Linked DNA regions of Mus musculus: region 2 is linked to region 1. The links are chromatin contacts, called in public promoter capture Hi-C maps. All regions are on one chromosome and are shown on one strand. Each heading gives the region's core, a stretch centred on a gene start, on an enhancer-like site or on the middle of the called end of the contact. The rest is flanking DNA. Distances are from core to core; before and after follow the strand shown.

What was found. Promoter capture Hi-C pulls out the DNA fragments that hold promoters and counts their contacts.
Region 2: a promoter capture Hi-C map of erythroid cells shows a contact between it and region 1, with 2.3 times the contacts expected there. The contact joins the enhancer-like site here to the promoter of Immt in region 1. A contact is called at or near these places in 1 of 39 promoter capture datasets (erythroid cells), 1 of 484 Hi-C or Micro-C datasets (bone marrow-derived macrophages), 2 of 115 datasets of contacts at active chromatin or transcription factors (astrocytes and bone marrow-derived macrophages) and 1 of 9 other capture datasets (liver).

Annotation. Positions count from the first base shown.
Region 1 is chr6:71,827,498-71,832,599 of GRCm38.p6, forward strand. It overlaps Immt (inner membrane protein, mitochondrial), which reads left to right and starts at 3,823. Exons shown (of 15, transcript NM_001253681.1): 1 at 3,823-4,018. The coding sequence starts at 3,974.
Region 2 is chr6:72,277,910-72,283,313 of GRCm38.p6, forward strand. No RefSeq gene overlaps it. Among named protein-coding and RNA genes, the nearest start is that of Sftpb, 24 kb to the right of the region's middle. Within about 2 kb of position 2,937, at least 31 of the 459 cell types and tissues checked have an H3K27ac peak or open chromatin away from gene starts, as enhancers often do. A contact at or near this core is called in erythroid cells, where this site is marked.

The sequences.
Region 1 (5,102 bases), core at 2,573-5,072:
AGGATGCCCTCTGAGGCTAGAAGAGCATATCAGAGTCCCTGGAACTGTTCTTTCAAGTTGTTGGGGGACACTGCATCTAGACTCTGAAAGTTGAACTCAGGGAAGGCTGGAAAGATGGCTCCTCCAGAGGACCAGGACTATCTGTAACTCCAACTCCAGGGGATCTGACACCTTTGCATACACATAAATGCATACAAAACACCAATGCATATAAAATAAAAAAATAAATTCTATTTATAAAAAAGAAAACTGAACTCAGGTTCCTTGCAAGAGTGATAGGTTTTGTGACCTAGTTTGCTTGTCCTGGTTTGCTTGATGTTCCTGTGATAAAACACCGACCAAAACCAATTTGGAAAGGATTTATTTGGCTTAATAAATCCATGTTATGATAGATCATTGAGGAAAGTCAGGGCAGGGCAAGAACTCAAGACAGAGATCTGGAGATCCGAACTAAAGCAGAGACCACAAAGGGATGATGCTTACTGGCTTACTTAGTTTATTTTCTTCATTATTTTAAATTACATACATGAGTATGTGTCTATGTGTGGGTATGTGCATGGGAGTGCCCATGTGCACAGGAGGTCCGAGGTACTGACTGGGTACTTCTGGAGCTGGAGTTACAGGCCGTTTTGAGCAACCTCATGTGGGTGCTTGATGTGGGTGCTTGGAATTGAACTCTGGACTTCTGCAAGAGCAGTACATGCTCTTTTTTTTTTTTTTTAAGATTTATTTGTTCATTTTATGCCTATGAGTAAACTGTCAGTGTCTCTAGACGCACAGAAGGGGGCATCACATTCCATTACAGATGGTTGTGAACCCCCATGTGGTTGCTGGGAATTGAACTCAGGACCTCTGGAAGAGCAGTCAGTGATCTTAACCTCTGAGCCATCTCTCCAGCCTAGTACATGCTCTTGACACTGAGCAATTCTGCATCTCCCCTCATCCCCCTTATCTTTCTTTCTCATACAACCAAAGACCACCTGTCCAGAGGTGGCACCATCTGTAATGGGCTGAGCCTTGCCACATTAATCATTAGTAAAGAGAATGGGGGGCTGGAGAGATGGCTCAGTGGTTAAGAGCACTGACTGCTCTTCCAGAGGTCCTGAGTTCAATTCCCAGCAACCACATGGTGGCTCACAACCATCTGTTGTGAGATGAGATCTGATGCCACCTTCTGGTGTGTCTGAAAACAGCTACAGTGTACTCACATACATTAAAATAAATAAATAAATAAATAAACAAACAAACATTTAAAAAAAGAGAGAGAATGCCCCCCCCAGACATGCCAACAGGTCAGTCTGATAGAAGTAATTACTCAATTGAGTTTCACTCTTCCCAGGTGACTCTACTTTGTGTCAAGTTGATAAAAATTAGCCATCACAGCTCTTACCTAATGAGCCATTTCTATTCCCTCTCCTTTTTTAAGGCAAGGTTTCTCAAATATTCTCAAGTTCACAGACTGTAGACTGGATGCCCAGGGATCTGTCTTAATTTCCAAGCAAAAGAGTTACAAACAAGTGCCATCACAACTATCTTTCTTTCTTTCTTTCTTTCTTTTTTTTTAAGATTTAACCTTTTCGGGGGGGGGGCTAGGGAGCGGGGTGGGGAGGGTATAAGGGACTTTTGGGACATTTGAATTGTAAATGAAGAAAATATCTAATAAAATTTGTTTAAATAAAAAAAGATTTATTTTTTTGAATGGGTGTTTTGCCTGCACATGTATCTGCACCATGTGCATGCATAGACTACAGAGGTCAAAACAGGGCACTGGATCACCTGGAACTGGAGTTACAGATGTTTGCAAGCCATGGTGTGGGGGGTGGTCGTGGTGTGTTGTACACAGGACACTCAACCTTGGTCTCTGAGGGAGTGGCCAATGCCCTCTCCAGATCCATAAAGATCTTTTAAAAGATCTTTCTTTCTCAAACTATATACAACACATTAGTGAAGGTACCGCAGAATCTCCTGGGGCTGCAGTTAAAGGTTATGAGCTGCCTGAGGTGGGTGCTGGGAACCGAACTCAGATGCCCTGCACACCTGCACCCAGATCCAGCTTTGCTGTTTTTGTTTTCCAAGACAGGGTTTCTCTGTGTAGCCTTCACTGTCCTGGAACTCACTTTGTAGACCAGGCTGGCCTCGAACTCAGAAATCCGCCTTCCTCTGCCTCCCAAGTGCTGGGATTAAAGGCATGCGCCACCAATGCCCGGCTTAAGATTTATTTTTATAAATCATGTCTGTGTCTGTATCTGGAGGGCTCTCTGATAATTTATAGGAAGTTGTAAGCTGCCTGATATTGGGGCTGTGAACTGAATCTGGGTCCTCTACAAGAATAATATATGCTCTTAGACATTGAACCATTTCTCCAGCCCTGAAGAATGAGATCTTAAAGCCAAGGAGACTGTCTGTAGTACAAGGTCCGAAGTGTAGTACAAAAGCAGCCCCGGGTCAACAGTGTGCGAGACGTTATCACGCTGGCAAGAACCAGAGCAGCGGTGAACAGGGATGGAGCCAGACTGCTAGATTTACTAAGAAAATGGGAGGACTGGAGGCTGTCGAATGATGACATGACAAAGATCGACAAGTACATTACTGAAGTGCTCTGAAAAGCTTGGCATGTATAGAACGTAGATAATATAGAACATAAACACATTTTTGATATTTTTCAAATCTTTCCTGTTTTTTGTTTGAAATTTATGTAGTCCAATCCTGCAACAGCCTCCCAAGTGCTGTCATTTACAGTGTGACCACAACACTGGACTTCATTTATTTTATAAATGAAAATAAAAGTGCAGCTTTTTTTTATCTGTATCGTATCATAACAAATCACCTACTTATGGCTTGTAAGTATTTTGCAAACAGATTTGTTGTTTTGTGGTTTTCAAGACAGGGTCTCAATATATTCAGCTGGCTGTCCTGGAACTCTGTAGATCAAGCTGGCCTTGAACTCAAAAGATATCTGCCTACCTCTACCTCTCTAGCGCTGGGATTAAAAGCATGCACGACTAGGTCCAGCCTCCAACAGATTTTGAAAATTATTTTTCTATGTTATTATGGTAAGAGAACCACATAATCATAGTGGAATTTACATAGAATATTAACGACAGTCAATTTTTAACACATTGTTAAACTCAGAACGCTTGGAAGAGTCTTCCAAACCGTCCCCAAAACTGCGACCGAAATCATCTTTATAAAATAAAAGTGGCAAAAAAAAAAAAAAAAAAAAAAAAAAAGCGGTGTGACTTAAGTAAAAACCTGAACTTAGAATTTGGGTTCCTATCCGTTCTCTACTATTTAAAGACACCGGAAACACATTCTGCCCCAGGATGCCTTCAGCACATTCGCTTATTCTTCAGCAACCCTTTGGAAAAGAAAAAAAAAAAAAAAAAAAAAAAAAAAAAACCAAAAAAAAAAAAAAAACCCTGTAGGCATACGTGTGCCTCAGCTCCATAAAGAAGTCAGCGGACAACTAATTGGAATCGATTCTATTGCCACCAGAGAGGTCGCAAATTTCAGGTCGTCAGGACTGGGAGCAGGCGTCCCTACCGGATCCACCTCCCCATCCCTTTAATTCTAAGAGTCTAATTCTAATTTAATTCACCAACGCTTTAATTCTAAGAGTCACAGTCGAACTTTACACAGCACTCTCCGGCCAGTTCACCTAGTAACCCGGTCATCTGCAGACAAACTAGCGCCCAAGCGCGACCCGGAAGGAGAACCTGCCCTTCCGCCTCCTAGTCGCCAATCACCGCTTTACTCCCCTTTTCGCAGCCGGGGTGAGTCCCACCCTCAGGGAGCCGCCTCGGCTGTAGCAGGGGAGGAGGCGGCGCGTGCGCAGTGGTGCCGGTGGCCCTTCCGGTGCGCCGGACGCAGCTAGGCTGTACAGACGCGGGCACGCACACCAGCACGCACGCCCTCCTCTCGTGCGGCCGCGGTCGTTCCCGCGTCCACCAGCAGCGCTGTCGCTTCGGCAGAAATGCTGCGGGCCTGTCAGTTATCCGGCGTGACCGTCGCGGCCCAGGTGAGCGTGGGGTCTCTCCGAAGGGGCGCGTGGTCACGCTGACTGCGGACTGCCAACGGACAACGTGAGAGGCATCCATGATGCGCACCCCCCCCAGGCAGAGCCACCCCTAGTGCGGGGAACCGAGGCAGTCCTCTAGGGCGGCCGCTGGACTGGAATGACTCGAGGGTTATTGCTGAAGAAGCGGGCTGGGGTGTGGAGCGCGGGGAGGCGGGTGTGCCGCTGAGGCGTGGCTTCAGGGACCTGGTATCCAATCAGTACCTCCTTATCTCAGTCTCGGACCAATCCTGGCTGCTGGCGTCTGGGCCGCCGGTTGGGCACGTGATAGGTTTCCAATCGTGAAGGTCGGCGCGGGAGAACTACAGTTCCCAGCAGGGATTGCTTCTCAGGGCTTGTTGCATCTTTAATAAGCAGGTTCCTGGACTGGTGGAGAGCCTAGGGGTCAAAGTTGCTGTTAATCTGGGAGTGGGTTCCTTTTGTTTCCGTAGCCGAGAGCGCCTTTGAGCTAGTCTTATAGTAAAAGGTGAAAGATTTTTCATTTCTCGAGCTTAAACTTCTGGTGCTGAAGGAGGACAGAAGTCATGACCTTGTGCTTATTTCTGAGATTAGCTTGGGGATCAGTGTCTCTAAGCACTGGAACCATGTCTGACATTCAGGTATCTTAGGCGCCCTGTTTTGTCTCTCTTTAATTTTTCATAACTGTCAGTATAACTTTCTACAGTTGAAAATAAAAACCCCATTTCCATTACTCAGAAGTTTTAGAAAACTAACACTTGAAAGGTTATGAGGAACATGCTGCAACTTGAGCAGTAATTGGATAAAGTTTCGAGACAGGGTCATCCTGAGATGATTGAAGTTAAGCAGTTTTGTTCTTTATTTTTGCTTTACTGTTTGTCCTTCAGCCTCTTGCATAGGGAAGTGAGCCCCGTATTAGTTTTCTGTTGGTATTTATCCAACAGCACACATTAAGCAGCCTGTAACTACACCCTCATTGATTATCTTCCAGTTTTTGTAGTAGTCTGGACATTAGTGTTGTGGAGTCTCAGCTTAGAGTCATGCAAGGCTTTGTTGAGAAGTATTAGCT
Region 2 (5,404 bases), core at 1,687-4,186, 450 kb after region 1:
CAAAATGGAGGAGCCAGCCAGAAGCAGAAAGCCCAGAAAGAACTCCTCAGCTTCCATCTCTTTCAGGGTTCAGATCACCAAAGTCCCGAGAAAGCAGGCTCCAGTTTAGAGTCACTCAGCCAGGATGGGATTCCTGGGCCGGTCCCTGGTGCCTATCCTATGTACTTCTAAGTACTAAGGGTGTGTGTGTGTGTGTGTGTGTGTGTGTGTGTGTGTGTGTGTGTGTGTGTGTGTGTGTAAGAACTCTCAGACATTGTCCTTGAGGTTTGTCTCTGTTCATGTTTCTATTCTATACTTTCTTAGGACTTGTTTCCTCTCAGGGATCAAGTGGGGTACATCACAGCAGCAAGAGGGGGTCTCAGGTGCCCCAGGATTGACTTTGTCTAGAAGGGGGAAATATCATTAAGTTGGAATCTCCAAGTAGGCTGGGCACGGTGGTACAAGCCTACAATCTTAGCACTCAGGAAGTGGAGGCAAGAGAGTCAGAGGTTCAAGGTCAGCCTCAGCTACATAGTGAGCTTGAAGCCTGAGATACACGAGACCCAGTCAAAGGAAGAAAGAAAGGGAAGAAGGGAAGGAGAGAAGGAAGGAGGGAAGAAGAGAACCTCCAACCTAAAACAACTTGCTTAGGTGAGCAGGATGCAGGGGCACAGGTGCCAGTGCCCTCCAAGGACATCTGCAGCTCTGGAAATAGAAACCTAGGGAGGAATGGCCTCCAGAGCACGGCTCTACTCCAGGTTTCAGTGAATATTTGTACCAAACTCTAAGTGGGGAACAGGACTGGAGATGAAGCTTGGTGGTAGTATACTTGCCTAGCATGTACAAGGCTAGGGGTCCAAACTTTAGCACATGCACAGAAAGAGACAGAGACAGACAGAGAGACAAAGACAGACAGAGAGACAGAGGTGAAAATAGAGACAGACAGACAGACAGACAGACAGACAGACTCGGGGACTGCCTCTCAGTGCCCCCAGCTCAGTCCAGCACCTTGTTCTGATTCTTGTCATCTCAAACCCAGACTCTGGAAGCAGCTATTTGTGGTCAGAGCCTGTGCCTAACTTAAACTGCAGGATTTGGAAGCCAGAGAGTTCCTTGGTGATTCCCTCTGTCTAAAAGGGCTAGTTAGCCACTAAAGCAGTAGGACCCCTGTTAGCTGACATAGCCTGATCGAGAGCTATGGACACTAGTCCCTGGAACGATAGCACTGGGGGACCAGCCTGTGACAACAGGAAGTTAATGCCTGTGGCCCTTAAGACCAGGCTTTTCAGATCCCCGAAAAGTAGAAATAGAAGCCAGAGCTGCTGCTGCTGCTGCTGCTTCTTCTTCTTCTTCTTCTTCTTTTTTTTCTATTATGGTCAGAAGATTCCAGAACTAGGACAAATTTAATCCACATAATGTGTGTTCTGCTCTTCAGTCCAAAGATCAAATGGGCCTTCATTATCTGACTTACCGAGTGCATAACCAAATATTTCCCTCTTTTCTACCTTGAGTTGTGATAAAGGTCAACATTAGGTGTTTTTCATTAGCTATGAAGATGGGAGAGAAGAGTAGAAACTCTAAACTGATGTTTAAGGGGTCTGAGCTTCAGTAATTAAGACATAGCTTACTTTGTAATTATGCCCCCCCCCACACACACACACACATATGCGCACACACACACTATTCTGGTGTGGTCTTTTGTTATTGTTATTGTAATATTTGGTTTGGTTTGGGGTTTTATTTTAAGATAATCTTGAGCTTCTGATACTTCCTTCGCCTCCTGAGTGCTGGGATATCAGGCATGTGCTGCCACGCCCAGGTCTGTGAACTCCCGATTACACCTACGGCTCGAGGGCAAGCACTTTACCGACTGAGCTACAACCCCAGCTTCACACAGTATCTTTTAAAGGACATCTATATGTATGCTTGCTCTTAATATTTTTCCATTTTCAATAATTACAAACATTAAAAGACATCACACATGGGGCTGGTTCAATGGTTGAGAGCACTGGCTGCTCTTCCAGAGGTCCTGGGTTCAATTCCCAGCACCGACAGAATGGCTCACAGCCATCTTTTAACCCCAGTTTCGGGAGATTTAAGAGCACTGCACACACATGGTGCACAGAATTATATGCAAACAAAACACCCTACACAGAAAAGAAAATAAATGTGAAAAGAAACAACCTTTTAAAAAATCAGAAATACATGGGGTGAGGTGCTGCGGTTGTAGTTCAGTGGAAGAGCCCTGGGCCCCAGCAGGACCACTTTCCCAAATGTTAACGATGTTTCTCCTTGTGCTAGAGATTGTACCTAGAGACTTGGGCAAGCCAGGTTCAGCCCCTAAGCCCCAGCCCTCAACGCTAACATCTTATATAGACACAGCTTAATCAGCAAAACTGAAGTATGAAAAAGGAGTAGAACACTGTTAACTTAGCTCCAGATACTAATTACAGTGCATCAATTGTCACACTGATGTTCTTTTTCCAACCCAGGATCTCAGCTGGCGCTGGCTTGTCTCTGTAGCCTCCAGTGATCTGAGACAGTTTCTTCACTCCCGCCTGTCATGATTGTGACATTTTTGAAGAGCAATGGCCAGTTACTTTGCAGAACGCTCCTCATATTTTGCAAATGTGAGGTGTGTCTGGTATTTTTCACGATTAGATTGTAGGTCTGTACGTTGGGCAAGAACACTACTGAGGAGACATTGTGTCCTCAGTCATCCCAGCACGGGGGCAGGCAGCTGCCTCAGCTCCTGATGACAGAGAGATAAGTACTTGGATTAGGTGGCGCCCAAGGGATGGGTTGCAAGCAAAGTCCCTGTTTCTCCTTTGAAAGTAACATGTTGTGTGAAGAGGCATTTTGAGAATGTGCAATGTCTTTCGTCTGTACTATCCCCACCACTACTTTCAGCTCCAGGAATGAGCCTCTAACCATTACATTACATTGCACTACATCACTCTACATTACATCACACCACATTGCAGTAGCCAAAAGCTGGGTTTTCTATTTTCAGTGTTCCTTTTCCCTTGACCAGGTAGACTTCTAGGGAAGAAAGAGTATCCTTCTTCCTTTGTTGGCTTATTCAACTCTTTGCATATGCCAGTGTGGGGAAACCGATACTAGTCTGATTCCAAATCATTATCTGCTACAGTTGTTAATTATTTGTAACTCTAATTCTCCCAGACTTGATCAGCAGAAACCTATGATGATCAAACTGTGTGTGATTCTGTCTCAAACAGAAAGAATGATATTTGAGATCAAGTTTTCATGGGGGATTGGCAAAGAGGCTCAGCAGATAAAGACACTTGCCACCAAACCTCCAAATCTAACAACTCTCACAAGTTGTCCTCTGACATCCATGAACTGTGGCGCATTCATGCTTGTGAGTACACACACACACACACACACACAAATAAATATAATAAATATATTTTTTAATTTAAGGTTTTTAATTTATTTTTATTTTATGTGCATTGATATTTTGCCTACATGTATATCTGTTTAGATCTGGAAATACAGACAGTTGTGAGCTGCTGCCATGTGGGTGCTGGCAATTGAACTTGGGTCTCCTGGGAAAGCAATCATTGCTCTTAACCACTGAGCCATCTCTCCATCCCAGTGTATATAATTTAAAAACATATTTCATTGGGATGTGGTTCAGTTGATAGAGTGCTTGCCTAGTGTGCATGAAGCTAGGTTTGATCCTCAACACTGCATGAAACTATGGTGGTAGTACTCGACTAAAACCTTAGCACTTGGGAGGTAGAGACAGTGGGTTAAAGGTTCAAGGTCATCCTTGGTTATATAGTGAGGTCAAGGTCAGCTTAGGCTACACAAGGCCTTGTCTGAAAAAGAAAGATCTCATAGTACTGAGATGTCTTTGATTCTAGTGTCTGTCAAAGAAAACTCAACTAGGAAGTGTATAAAGCCATCCTTGGCTATCTTTTGGGCCCAGTTCCAGGATACCCCATAGATATCAAAACTGATACATACACAGATTCATAATATAAGATGGTACCAGTGCTCTGAGATGTGGCTCAGTTAATAAAGTGCCTCCTGGATGTGCAAAGCCATGGGCTCCAGCCCCAGCACCACATAACCTAGTGTAGTAACTCTCCCTTGTAGTCAGTTTAAGGTCAACTTGGACTGGATGGATGGGTAGATGGGTGGATGAATAGATGGATGGATGGATGGATGGATGAATGGATGGATGGATGGATGGATGGATAAAGAGAGAGGGAGAGAGGAAGAGGGAGAGAGAGAGAGAGAGAGAGAGAGAGAGCAGTTTAATAGAAGGCAAAAACATGCAGTTCTAGCATGAAATATCTTGGGATATTTCTACCCAAGTTTCTAGAACAGGGCTGGGTAATTTCCCATGGGACATTCCACATGAGTGTAGAAAAGGGGTCAGTTTCAGATTAAATCAAAGATGGCTCCAGATGAGACAAGATGGAGGAATCTTTATGCTGTCACAACCGAACACCCTCTTCCAACCTTCTCAAGGACACACATGATGCAGACAGTCATCTGAGTCAAACACCCACACACACAAAATTTTGAAATAAAAACAAAATTTTATGTTTTTAGGAATTAATAAGAATCTGGAAATTTTTAGGAATTTAAAAATCTGGAAAAAAAGAAAATCTGTGTTCGGTATCCTTGTGGATCTCTTCCGTGGGTCTGGCTATACACACAGACATGAGACACAAGGCAAGCCATGCTTCCACGCCCTGGAGAGACACTGAGGGTGCAGGAGGTGGGTGGAGGCTCCATCCGGAGGTGCCTACACATCAAGTGACAAATCCAAGTCTTGTTTTGTTTGGGACAAGTTCTCACTGTCTAAAGTCTTACCATATGGAACTTTCTGGAATTTTTTGTTCCAACATTTCTAGTCATAGATTCGGTTACACCCTGTGCTGTGGAGTGCTTATGTCTGACCATCGCTGTGTGTAAAATCATGAGCTTATACCAGTGCCTGGCATCCGATCTTACGGAGCAGGTAGATTGTTACATGGGTTCTGATTCCACCATCCCACATAGAATTGCTTATTTGTCTAATTGTGGAATATATTTAGAAAAATTAATTTTTTCTTTTTTTGGCTTTTCGAGACAGGGTTTCTCTGTGTAGCCCTGGCTGTCCTGGAACTCACTTTGTAGAACAGGCTGGTCTCGAACTCAGAAATCCACCTGCCTCTGCCTCCCAAGTGCTGGGATTAAAGGTGTGCACCACTACGCCCAGCGAAAAATTAATAAGTATAAGACCTTTTTATTGTTGTTATTTATTATTCTTTTTTGTTTTGATTTTGGAGACAATGTTTGACTATGTAAGACCAGGTTGGTTTGGATACAACAAAACCACAGAGATCACAGAGAGTCACAGAGATCCATCTGCAACTGCTTCACAAGTATTGTGATTAAAAGTGTG